Regions from separate parts of the Sus scrofa genome. Here region 2 is linked to region 1. A link is a contact called in public Hi-C data. All regions are on one chromosome and are shown on one strand. The core of a region is the stretch at or near the end of the contact, and the rest is flanking DNA. Distances in the headings are between cores, read along the strand shown. Region 1 has its middle 17 kb from the start of KSR1. Region 2 has its middle 65 kb from the start of WSB1.

What was found. A called contact is a pair of places that touch in the nucleus more often than the background predicts.
Region 2: a contact with region 1 is called in a Hi-C map of retroperitoneal adipose tissue, with 4 times the contacts expected there. The contact joins two enhancer-like sites. A contact is called at or near these places in 3 of 5 promoter capture datasets (fetal liver, fetal skeletal muscle and liver), 32 of 47 Hi-C or Micro-C datasets (adipocytes, adipose tissue, alveolar macrophages and 18 more) and 2 of 2 datasets of contacts at active chromatin or transcription factors (alveolar macrophages and skeletal muscle).

Annotation. Positions count from the first base shown.
Region 1 is chr12:43,907,771-43,913,152 of Sscrofa11.1, forward strand. No RefSeq gene overlaps it. Among named protein-coding and RNA genes, the nearest start is that of KSR1, 17 kb to the right of the region's middle. Within about 2 kb of position 2,076, at least 32 of the 83 cell types and tissues checked have an H3K27ac peak or open chromatin away from gene starts, as enhancers often do. A contact at or near this core is called in adipose tissue, alveolar macrophages, mesenteric adipose tissue and 2 more, where this site is marked.
Region 2 is chr12:43,817,136-43,822,293 of Sscrofa11.1, forward strand. No RefSeq gene overlaps it. Among named protein-coding and RNA genes, the nearest start is that of WSB1, 65 kb to the right of the region's middle. Within about 2 kb of position 1,901, at least 17 of the 83 cell types and tissues checked have an H3K27ac peak or open chromatin away from gene starts, as enhancers often do. A contact at or near this core is called in adipose tissue, alveolar macrophages, mesenteric adipose tissue and 2 more, where this site is marked.

The DNA.
Region 1 (5,382 bases), core at 826-3,325:
CATCCAGGGGAAACCTAAGCCCTTTACACCAGCTGTGTGTGTGGACAAGCTTAGATGGGCTTGCCTGGAACTGACCCAAGGTGGCACTGGGCCAGGTGGAAGAGTTACCCAGTCAACTGATACTGATGCCACCGAAGGAACAGAGACAGTTCCCAGCCAAGGAGCGCCCAAGTCAAGAATAAAGGATCAGATCATTCTTACCATATTCATGGATTAAAAACTATACTTCTATCCCTCCACTTTCGAACATCTCTGGAAGTGGGATGTATTTTAGAATCAATCCTGTCTTCAAAAATTTTCTTTCTTAAGTGGACATACTAATGGTACAGATTACAATCAGTGGCATCCAGGGTTTGATGAAACACAAAACAGTGGAATTTATATACAATTAAAAGGTCCCATGGGGTGTTATAGAAATGTCAGGAGTAGAAGACACCAAAAACAGATGGTAACTGAAGGGTGAGACATAGGGAAGTGAAGGGATCCATGAGCCCTTCCTGAAAAATGGCTTGACAATGAAATTCAGTCAATGAAAATCTAATAAAATCGCAAAATAGCTAACATTTATAGACTTTTACTATGATCCAAGCATTGTCCTAGATGAGTAACCAGTATAATTTAATCACCATAACCTAATGAAGCAGATATTCTCACCCCCCCCCCTTTATAAATCAAGAAACTAAAGTATAGAGAGGTTCACTAACTTACCAAAACTGATAGTAAATGGCAGAGTCAGGATTCAGACCCAGGCTTTCTGACTCCAGGCCCTGAGTGGGGGGAAATGGTAAAAACACTCAATATGCAATTGAGCACAAAGTTCAATTTTGAGCTTTCAGGCAGGCAGAGCAAAATAGGTTAATCACATATATTTATTTTTAATTAAAAAAATGTTTTGGTCTTTTTAGGGCCACACCCATGGTGTATGGAGTTTGCCAGGTTAGGGGGTCGAATTGGAGCTACAGCTGCCAGCCTACGCCACAGCCACAGCAGCTCTGAGCTGTGTCTGTGACCTACACCACAGTTCACGGCAACACCAGATCCTTAATCCACTGAGCAAGGCCAGGGATCAAACCCAAGTCCTCGTGGATAATGGTGGGTTTTTTTAACCACTGAGCCACGACAAGAACTCCCTCCACACATATTTTTAAAGTAATGTCTTCATGACTTCATTGTTTTGAAAGATAAATGCTCATGATTTCTTAAAGTCAAGCTATATGGAAAAAATACAAAAATGACAATGCATACTATTCCTTCTCCCAGAAATAACATAGAAGATCCCATGCATGGTATCTCATTTTGCAACTGAGGGCGTAGGGGAGAGGGCAGAGAGAGAGAGATGTGGAGTGTCCATCCGGGACTTTTCTATAGAAAGTGGTTCACTTTGGCCTGTTTTTGGCACAAAAAATTACTGAAAGGCCACGGACATTGACATATCCTCAGACAAGGCCAAGGAAGAGTCTGGTTAGATACCTATAAGATCATAAGCTTCAGAGTCGAGAAATAACTTGCAATCTTTGCATTAAGTACTCTGTAGTTGTGTAACCTGGGGCAAGTCCCTTAGCCTCTCTGAACCTCCTTTTCCCAATCTGTGAAATTAGACTCATTGTAGTACCTAAACCCAGGATTATTGGGATTAATTGAGAGCAAGCCCCAAAAGCATTTAGTGTGGGGCCTAGTCTTTTATTATTATGCCTAAAAGAGCACACGTCCACAGCAGTAGGGACCTTGGGTGTTTATGATCATCCCCTTCCCCCAGGAGGCAAATGAGAGAATTTTTTAGTGTGTTCTGCGACGGTTTGGTTTTTAGGTTTTTTCCCCTTCCTTCCGTCCTTCTTTCTTTCTTTCTTGGGCCAGGGACTGAATCTGAGCCGCATCTGTGACCTTTGTCCCAGCTGCAGCAGCGCTGGATCTTTAACCCATCCTGCCACAGCGGGAACTTTGTTTTTACTTTAGTTTTGTTTTGTTTTCCTAAAAGAAATGCCAAAGGTCTTAAACGCAGCCACACCCCACTGTGGGCCTCCAGTGAGCAGTCAGATGATCTGGGAGGGTTGGGACCACAGGCAGAGAAGTGGAACTTGGCTGCCTGCCCCCCAAGACACAAGCCCTGGAGCCCAGGGAGGAGCCTCCTTTCACTGGAGGGGAAGGCAGAGAGTCTGTGGGTCGGGGTGTGGGAGTAAGAGGGGAGGCTGCGGCCCCAGATACTCAGGCTATGGGCAGGGACTATCAGAAGAGACTGATAGGAGTTGCTGTTATGGCTCAGTGGTAACCCCACTATTATTCACGAGGACAAGGGTTTGATCCATGGCCTCACTCAGTGGGTTAAAGATCCGGCATTGCCGTGAGCTGTGGTGTAGGTCACAAACCAGGCTCCATTCTGGCGTTGCTGTGGCTGTGGTGTAGGCTGGCAGCTGTGGCTCCAATTTGACTCTTAGCTGGGAACCTCCATATGCCGTCGGTGCAGCCCTAAAAAGACAAAAAAATAAGAGACTGATAGTCCCTGTCAGGCCTGATTCCTGCCTCTGCCCAAGCAGTGGCTGTCCATCATGGCTTCCTTGACATCCTGTGCCTCCCTCTATCTCAGCACCTGTCAACCACACACTCATTCATTCATTCCTGCCTTCCTTCTTGGATTCTTTTACTCATTCACTCACTCAGTGTGTCTTCAGCATTTGCCATATGCCAGACCATGCTGGCACTGGGGAAACCAAGACACAGCTCCTGCCCTCAAAAAATCCCAGTCTAAAAAACAGACAAGGGAGCTCCCTGGTGGCCTAGTGGTTAAGGACCTGGTGTTGTCACTGCTGTGATGTGGGTTCAATCCCTGGCCTGGGGAACTTCAACATGCTGTGGGCATGGCAAAAAATAAAAATAAAAATAAAAAGCAGGAGTTCCCTTCGTGGGTCAATGGTTAATGAACCCGACTGGGATCCATGAGGATGCAGGTTCAATCCCTGGCCTCACTCAGTGGGTTAAGGATCCCGCATTGCTGTGGCTGTGGTGGAGGCTGGCAGCTGTAGCTCCAATTGGACCCCTAGCCTGGGAACTTCCATGTGCCCCAGGTGTGGCCCTAAAAAATAAATAGATTAAATTTTAAAAAATAAAAAGCAGACAAAAACAAACCTGCAAAATTAAACAGCTAAGGAAAAAGACCTCATAATTGCTATAATGGGCCACAGGCATGATCGCTATTCAGGGCCTTTTTTGCTGAGTTTATCACTGGAAGCAACCCAGCTGGCTGACAGCAAAGCCTGCAGCCAAACTGCCAGGGTGGATACCCCTGATCTCTCTAACTAGCTGTGGGACCTCAGGCAGGAACCGAGGCTCTCTGTGCCTCAGTTTGGCTGTAAAATGTAGATAATAGGAGTTTACATCCTCAGAGGGTTGTGATGAGAATTAGAAGAACTAAGACCAGAATGGGGCCCGGCATATCGCACAATATAAGTGTTTATTTTCCTTTTTTCTTTGTTTTTTTTTTTTTAGCTAAAAAGAAAAGGAAGGGAAAGAGAGTAAAGCTCTAAACTCCTTTCTTTAATTAACAGCAAACTTTTTTTTTTTTTTTTTTTTTTTTTTAGGGCTGCATCCACGGCATGGGGAGGTTTCCAGGCTAGGGGTCTAATGGGAGCTGTAGCTGCCGGCCACAGCCACGGCCACGGCCACGGCCACAGCCACAGCCAAGCGGGATACTAGCCGCGTCTGCGACCTACACCACAGCTCTCTGCAACGGCTGATCCTTAACCCACTGAGCAAGGCCAGAGATCGAACCTGAGTCCTCACGGATACTAGTCAGATTCGTTTTCCGCTGAGCCATGACGGAAACTCCAACAGCAATCTTTTGAAGTTCCGACTACCTGGTCTTTGTGGCAAAACCGCCCGTATTCCTTGGCTTCCTCCTTACCTCTCAGGAGCCGGCCCTCCGAGTGCTCTGAGAGACGGCCTCCGCGGCTCGAGTCCTCAGAATGTCCGCGAAAGAACATAAGTCTCAACTTTTAAGTTGTGCATTTTTTTCTTCAGTTACCACAGGCCGCACAGAAGTATGTTCCCAGCTGAAGACCACTGATCTGGTTCAAACCTTTTAAATTTTACTCCACTCAACTTATCAAGATAAGGTGAAGTCGGCAGAAGAGCCCAGACTGGGAAAGTGAGGGGCTGTTTGCTTTCACTCCCCAGGAGTCCCCACAGCAACCGGGACCCTCCACAGGAGGGGCAGAGTGCCAGAGCGCACGGAGGCCGCTGGGAAAGCACGGAGGCTGCCGGGAAACCAGGAGGATGCTGGGAAACCATGTGGGGCGGTGTTGCTGTCCTTCCCGTGCCCTCCCTACCCCGCTGCCTCTTCCACTTCAAAGCACACTCTCTGGTCCCCTTCTGCAGAGCAGGTACGCATCGCCAGGCTTGCTCCTTAGCAGTAGTGCCTGCCCATGGGCAGAGCAAGCGCCGTGAGACAGAAGACTTTCAGTGACTGAAAGATTGAAGGGAGAGATCAAGAAAGCTTTGGGGGGAGTTCCGGAAGATCCAGTCATAGTGAAACGAATCCAACTGGGAACCATGAAGTTGCGATTCGATCCCTGGCCTCCCTCAGGGAATTAAGGATCTGACGTTGCGGTGAGCTGTGGTGTAGGTTGCAGACGCGGCTCTAATCCTGCGTTGCTGTAGGGCGGCAGCTATAGCCAGTTGGATCCCTAGCCTGGGAACCTCCATATGTCCCGGGTGCAGCCATAAAAAGCAAATAAATAAAATAAAATAAAAGGAAAGAAAGGCTTTTTGGAATTTCCTTTGTGGCTCAGTGGGTTAAGAACCTGACATAGTGTCCATGAGGTTGCAGGTTCAATCCCTAAGCCTCATTCAGTGGGTTAAGGATCTGGCATTGCTGCAACCTGCAGAGTTCCCAGATGCGTCTCAGATCCAGTTTTGCTGTGGCTGTGGGGTAGCTGGCAGCTGTAGTTTGATCTGAGCCCTAGCCTGGGAACTTGCATATGCTTCAGGTGCAGTCTGCAGACATCCCAGGGCAGATCCAGAAGCAGAAAGAAGACTGGATGGGCTTGGTCGGGCTTGGGGGGTGAGTGGCGGCAGCAGCCTGGGATACAAACCCAGGCCCCAATGAGTAGGATGTGCGGTGTGTGTAGGGGCAGGGGGTTAGAGTGAGAACATCCCCCGGCAGGCAGTCGGAGAGGTGGAGCCCAAGGCAATCCAGTGCCAGGATGAGATGTTGGGCAGCTGAACTTGAGATGTAATGGGGAGACCGGTGATTTGGGGACCTGTCCAGCGTCTCCAGGAGCCTGAGATCACACATTCTGAACTCCTGTGGTCCAGGCTTTAGAAGTGCCCTAGAAACTGCCTGTCAGAATGTCTCCTGACCTGCCTGGCACTTAGGGACTCCTCAGATAT
Region 2 (5,158 bases), core at 651-3,150, 91 kb before region 1:
TGCTGGTCTTGAACATGCCACTATGTAATTGAATAACCTTGGATAAGTCACATAAACCCACTGGGACTTTCTTTTCTTTTTCTTTTCCTCTTTTTTGGCTTTTTAGGGCTGCACCTGAGGCATATGGAGGTTCTCATTTTAGGGGTTGAATCAGAGCTGCAGCTGCTGGCCTACACCACAGCCACAGCAATGCAGGGTCTGTGAACTACACCACAGCTGGATCCTTAACCACTGATCGAGGCCGGGGATCAAACCTGCATCCTCATGGGTACCAGTCGGGTTCCTAATGAGAACTCTGGGCCTTACTTTCTTTCTCTCAAAAATGAGAGGTAAGAGAGTTCCCGTTGTGGCTCAGTGGCTAACGAATCCTACTAGGAACCATGAGGTTGTGGGTTCGATCCCTGGCCTTGCTCAGTGGGTCAAGGATCCGGTGTTGCCATGAGCTGTGGTGTAGTTTGCAGACACGGCTTGGATCTGGCATTGCTGTGGCTCTGGCGTAGGCCAGCGGTATAGCTCGGATTAGACCCCTAGCCTGGGAACTTCCATATGCCTCAGGAGCGGCCCTAGAAAAGACAAAAAAAAAAAAAAATAAAAAAAAAATGAGAGGTAGGAGTTCTCATTGTGGTGTAGGGGAAACGAATCTGAATAGTATGCATGGGGATGCGGGTTCTATCCCTGGCCTCACTCAGTGGGTTAAGGACCTGGCATTGCTGTGAGCTGTGTTACAGGTCACAGATGCAGCTGGGATCCAGTGTTGCTGTGGCTGTGGTGTAGGCCAGTAGCTATAGCTCTGATTTGACCCCTAGCCTGGGAACTTCCGCATGCTGTGGGTGTGGCCCTAAAAAAAAAGAAAAGAAAAAGGAAAGAAAAATGAGAGGTTTTGGGAATGAACCCTACTAGAAACTAGAATTCATGAGGACATTGGTTTGATCCCTGACCTTGATCATTGGGTTAAGGATCCAATGTTGCCGCGAACTGCAGTTTTAGGTCACAGATGCAGCTTGAATCACACGTTGCTGTGGCTGTGGTGTAGGCTGACAGCTACAGCTCCAATTTGACCACTAGCCTGAGAACTTCTATATACCCAGGGTGCAGCCCTAAAAAAAGACCAAAAAAAAAAAAAAAAGTAGAGAGAGAAAGTTCGGATGAAATACTGTACTTCTTCAACTCTGTAAAAAGCCTAAGGGCCATGCAATCCCAACTGTGTCCAGCAGAGGACAGAAGAAGTCACTAAAAGCTCAGAGGTCTCCATCAATCCCTGTCACTAGTGTGAATAGTTTTATGGGAGTCCCTATTTTCTATGTTACTTACCTGATTTTTAAGGTTGTGCCAGGCATGAAGGCAGGTGTGTTTCTTGAAAGATTAAAGCAGAGGTACACTGTCTACTTTGGCCTCTTTGTTTTATTTTTTGGCTTTTCTAGGGCTGCACCCGTGGTATATGGAGGTTCCCAGGCTAGGGGGCAAATCAGAGCTGTAGCCACCAGCCTACACCACAGCCACAGCAACGTGGGATCCGAGCTGTGTCTTCGACCTAGACCACAGCTCATGGCAACGCCAGATCCTTGACCCACTGAGCAAGGCCAGGGAATCGAACCTACAACCTCATGGTTCCTAGTCGGGTTTGTTGACCACCGTGCCATCATGGGATCTCCCTGGGCCTCTTTGTTAATATAAAACCATTTCCCAAATGGTGAGCAAAGGTAAATTGCCTGACAGAAGGTGACACATGGGGCTAGGAGCAGCCTTATACTTAGAGTCAATATAAATAGTAAACTTGCTACAGAAAATTCCATTTCAGAGTTCCTGCTGTGATGCAGTGGGTTAATGATCCGAAAAAGAAAAAAATTTCCATTTCATCAAAAATCTTTTTTCGTAACAAAGCATTCCTAACCCTACTTAATGACCTATTTATTTTAAAAAATATTTACCTCAGCAAAACTCTTTGTCCCCCTCAGCTTTTCTTCTAGTTTTTCTTTTTGACCGCACCTGAGGCATGTGGAAGTTCCCTGGGCTAGGGATTGAAGCCAAGCCAGAGCTGTGACCTAGGCTGCAGCTGTGGCAATGTTGGATCCTTAACCCAAGACGCTGGTCCAGGGATTGAACCGGAGCCTCCACAGAGACAAGCCAGATCATTAACCCACTGCACCACAGCTGGAGCTTCTCCTCCAGCTTCGCTAAGATATAACTGACAGAAAACATTGTGTTAGTTTAAAATGAACAACTCAATAAACTGATACGTATATTGCAAGAAATGATTACCACAATAAGATTAGTCAATGCATCAATCACCTCTCAGTTCAAATTTGAAAAATTCTTGTCACAGTGGGATTAGATTAACATTTCTACAACTACAAATGTAATAAATTCATTGAGTAATAAAAATAAGTACATTTTAAAAATTAAAAAAAATTTTAAAAAAAGATACATGGGAGTTCCCGTTGTGGCACAGTGGTTAACGAATCGACTAGGAACCATGAGGTTGCAGGTTCCATCCCTGGCCTCACTCAGTGGGTGAAGGATCTGGCGTTGCCGTGAGCAGTGGTATAGGTCGAAGACATGGCTGCAATCTGGTGTTGCTGTGGCTGTGGTGTAGGCCAGTGGCTACAGCTCCGATTAGCTCCCTAGCCTGGGAACCTCCATATGCCACCGGTGCAGCCCTAGAAAAGGCAAAAGACCAAAAAAAAAAAAAAAAGAAAAGAAAAATTATTTGCAAAATACACCCCTACAGAGACAGAGACTTCTGATACATATTTAACTAAGATAAGCATTAAAAATAAATAAATAAAAAATAAAATAAAAATTTTAAAAAGAGAAAAAAATAAGATAAGCCTTGTTTTTTAGGCAGACACTGGAGGGCTGGTTTAAACGTGTACTGAGGTGAAGGAATTGAGAATTTAAGAAAGCCCTGAGGCCAGGTCGAACCCATCCCAGCTATTCAAAGAAAATGTAGTATATGCAGAATTTGGTGGTTAAAAATTTAAGCTCTGGGTAAGACAGACCTACCTTTGAACCTTGGTAAAGTTACTTAACGTCCCTAGAGATAAAGTCCTCGGTCAACTTATCTCTAAAGTGAAGACAGTGATAAAGCCTTCGGAGATCCTTGTGAGGATTGAATGAGATAACACATGTGAAGAGTTTAGCAAAGCACCTGACACATACCATGTGATCATCCGGCAGAAGCTGCGGTCCTCCTACATTATTTGTGAGGTATTATGTCTTTAAAGAAAAACAAACAGGGAAGAAACGCACCAGGCCTTCTTCTAAACCTTTGATCTTGACTATCCCAGACTAGGTTGGATGTCTTGTTGAGGACTGCAGCCTCTGCAGCTGACAGACCCTGACCTGGCCCCCTGGCCCCCTGATGGCCACCCCACCCCCGTCTTGGCACCTCAGAGGTGCAGCAGAGGCAACTAGATGCCCAATGCCCATCACACCTCCTGCCAGCCCATCAACAACAGCCAGACACTGCCTCCCTATGAACAGGGACTGTTTGTGGCCTTTCCCCCTCCCAAGCCTTACCCAAAAGCCAAGGTTTGTGATGGGCGTCCAGCTCCCTGCTCAGCCGTGAGTGCTTCCTGCAGATACTCCACCCTTGGCCTCTGGGCCTCTATTTGTTTGTTTGTTTTTGGCTGTGCCCAAGACTTGTGGAAGTTTCAGGGCCAGGGATCGAACCTGTGCTATAGCAATGACCCAAGCCTCAGCTTTTGATAAGGCCGGATCCTTAACCCCCTGCACTACAAGGGAGCTCCCTGGGCCTTTATTTCTTATCTAATATAGCACTTAATTTTCCTTACTGCAGCACTCCATTTGCTGATTGTCATGACTATTTTTCTCCTGCTCTGACGAGCACCCCCAAACAGGGCCTCTGCCCATCTCTCCCACCATCATACACCTGTGGGGCAGCCAGGGAGGACGAACCGGGCTCCGAGGAGAGCAGGGAGCCTGGAGTATGTTCCTTAGGAGAGAGAAGCTGTGTGGTGCGGGGCTTCTTGGAGGAAGTGTCTAAGCTGTGTGGCAGGCAGGGGAGGCCAGGCAGCAGGTTCCTGAGCCACTCAGAGGGGGACAAGCAGCGGCATGATTGAAGACGCCACTCCAGATCTGATACGGTGTACAACGCCTGGCAGGGCTGGGGTCCAGCAGGGATGGGAAGAAACAGGATCTGCTGTGATCTGCCCACATTCCAAGACCATTCCAAGGATCCTCGCCAGGTGCCAAAGGACCTCCAAGCCACTTGTGTTCGAAACGGAAGACTAAAAGCAGGACAGTCCTTTCTTTATGCTGACTCAGAATTGCTTGGAAAGGGTTTAAATGCTTAGGGTTTCTGTTTATTTAAACGAAAAGAAAGTGGAAGGAAGTATTGATTCAAAAAGAAACTTTCTGCTTCCGTCTGAAGATAACTGATTCTGACTCTGGCTCTATACCCCTCTGACCTTGCTTTTGGTGCCTGCACGGGAGCCCTGGGGTAATGACAGCAAGCCCCCACCTTGAGAAATGAGTGCACCTTGAGAAATGAGTGAGTGCAGTCTGTGACTGCCGGTAAGGGGTGGCCACGCACCCTGAACACGTCACGGGAGACATGCTGCAGTTAATGCGATTCAAGATGTTTCTATAAAACTCAAAAGACAACTCACACCCAGTAGGATGTGAACTATCCCCCAAACCCCCCAGAAAATAACAAGTCTTGGTGAGGATGTGCAGCAATTGGAACTCCAGTGCATTGTTGCTGGGAATGCAAAATGGTGCAGACTTTATGGAAAATGGTAGGGAGGTTCCTCAAAAAAAAATAAAAATAGAACTACCATATGATCCAGCAATTCCACTTGTGGGTGTATACGTGAAAGAATTCAAAATAGGGTTTGTTTGGTTGGTTGGTTTGGTTTGGTGTTTTGTTTTTTTTTTTTTTTTTTGGCTTTTTAGGGCCGAACCTGTGGCATATGGAGGCTCCCAGGCTAGGGGTCGAATCAGAGCTGCAGTTGCAGTCCTACACCACAGCCCACAGCAATGCCAGATCCTTAACCCACTGAGTGAGGCCAGGGATGGAACCCACAACCTCATGGTTACTAGTTGGATTTGTTTTTGCTGCACGCAACAGAAACACCTGTCTTTCTCAGTGGTTAATGAACCCAACTAGTATCCATGAGGATGCGGGTTCGATCCC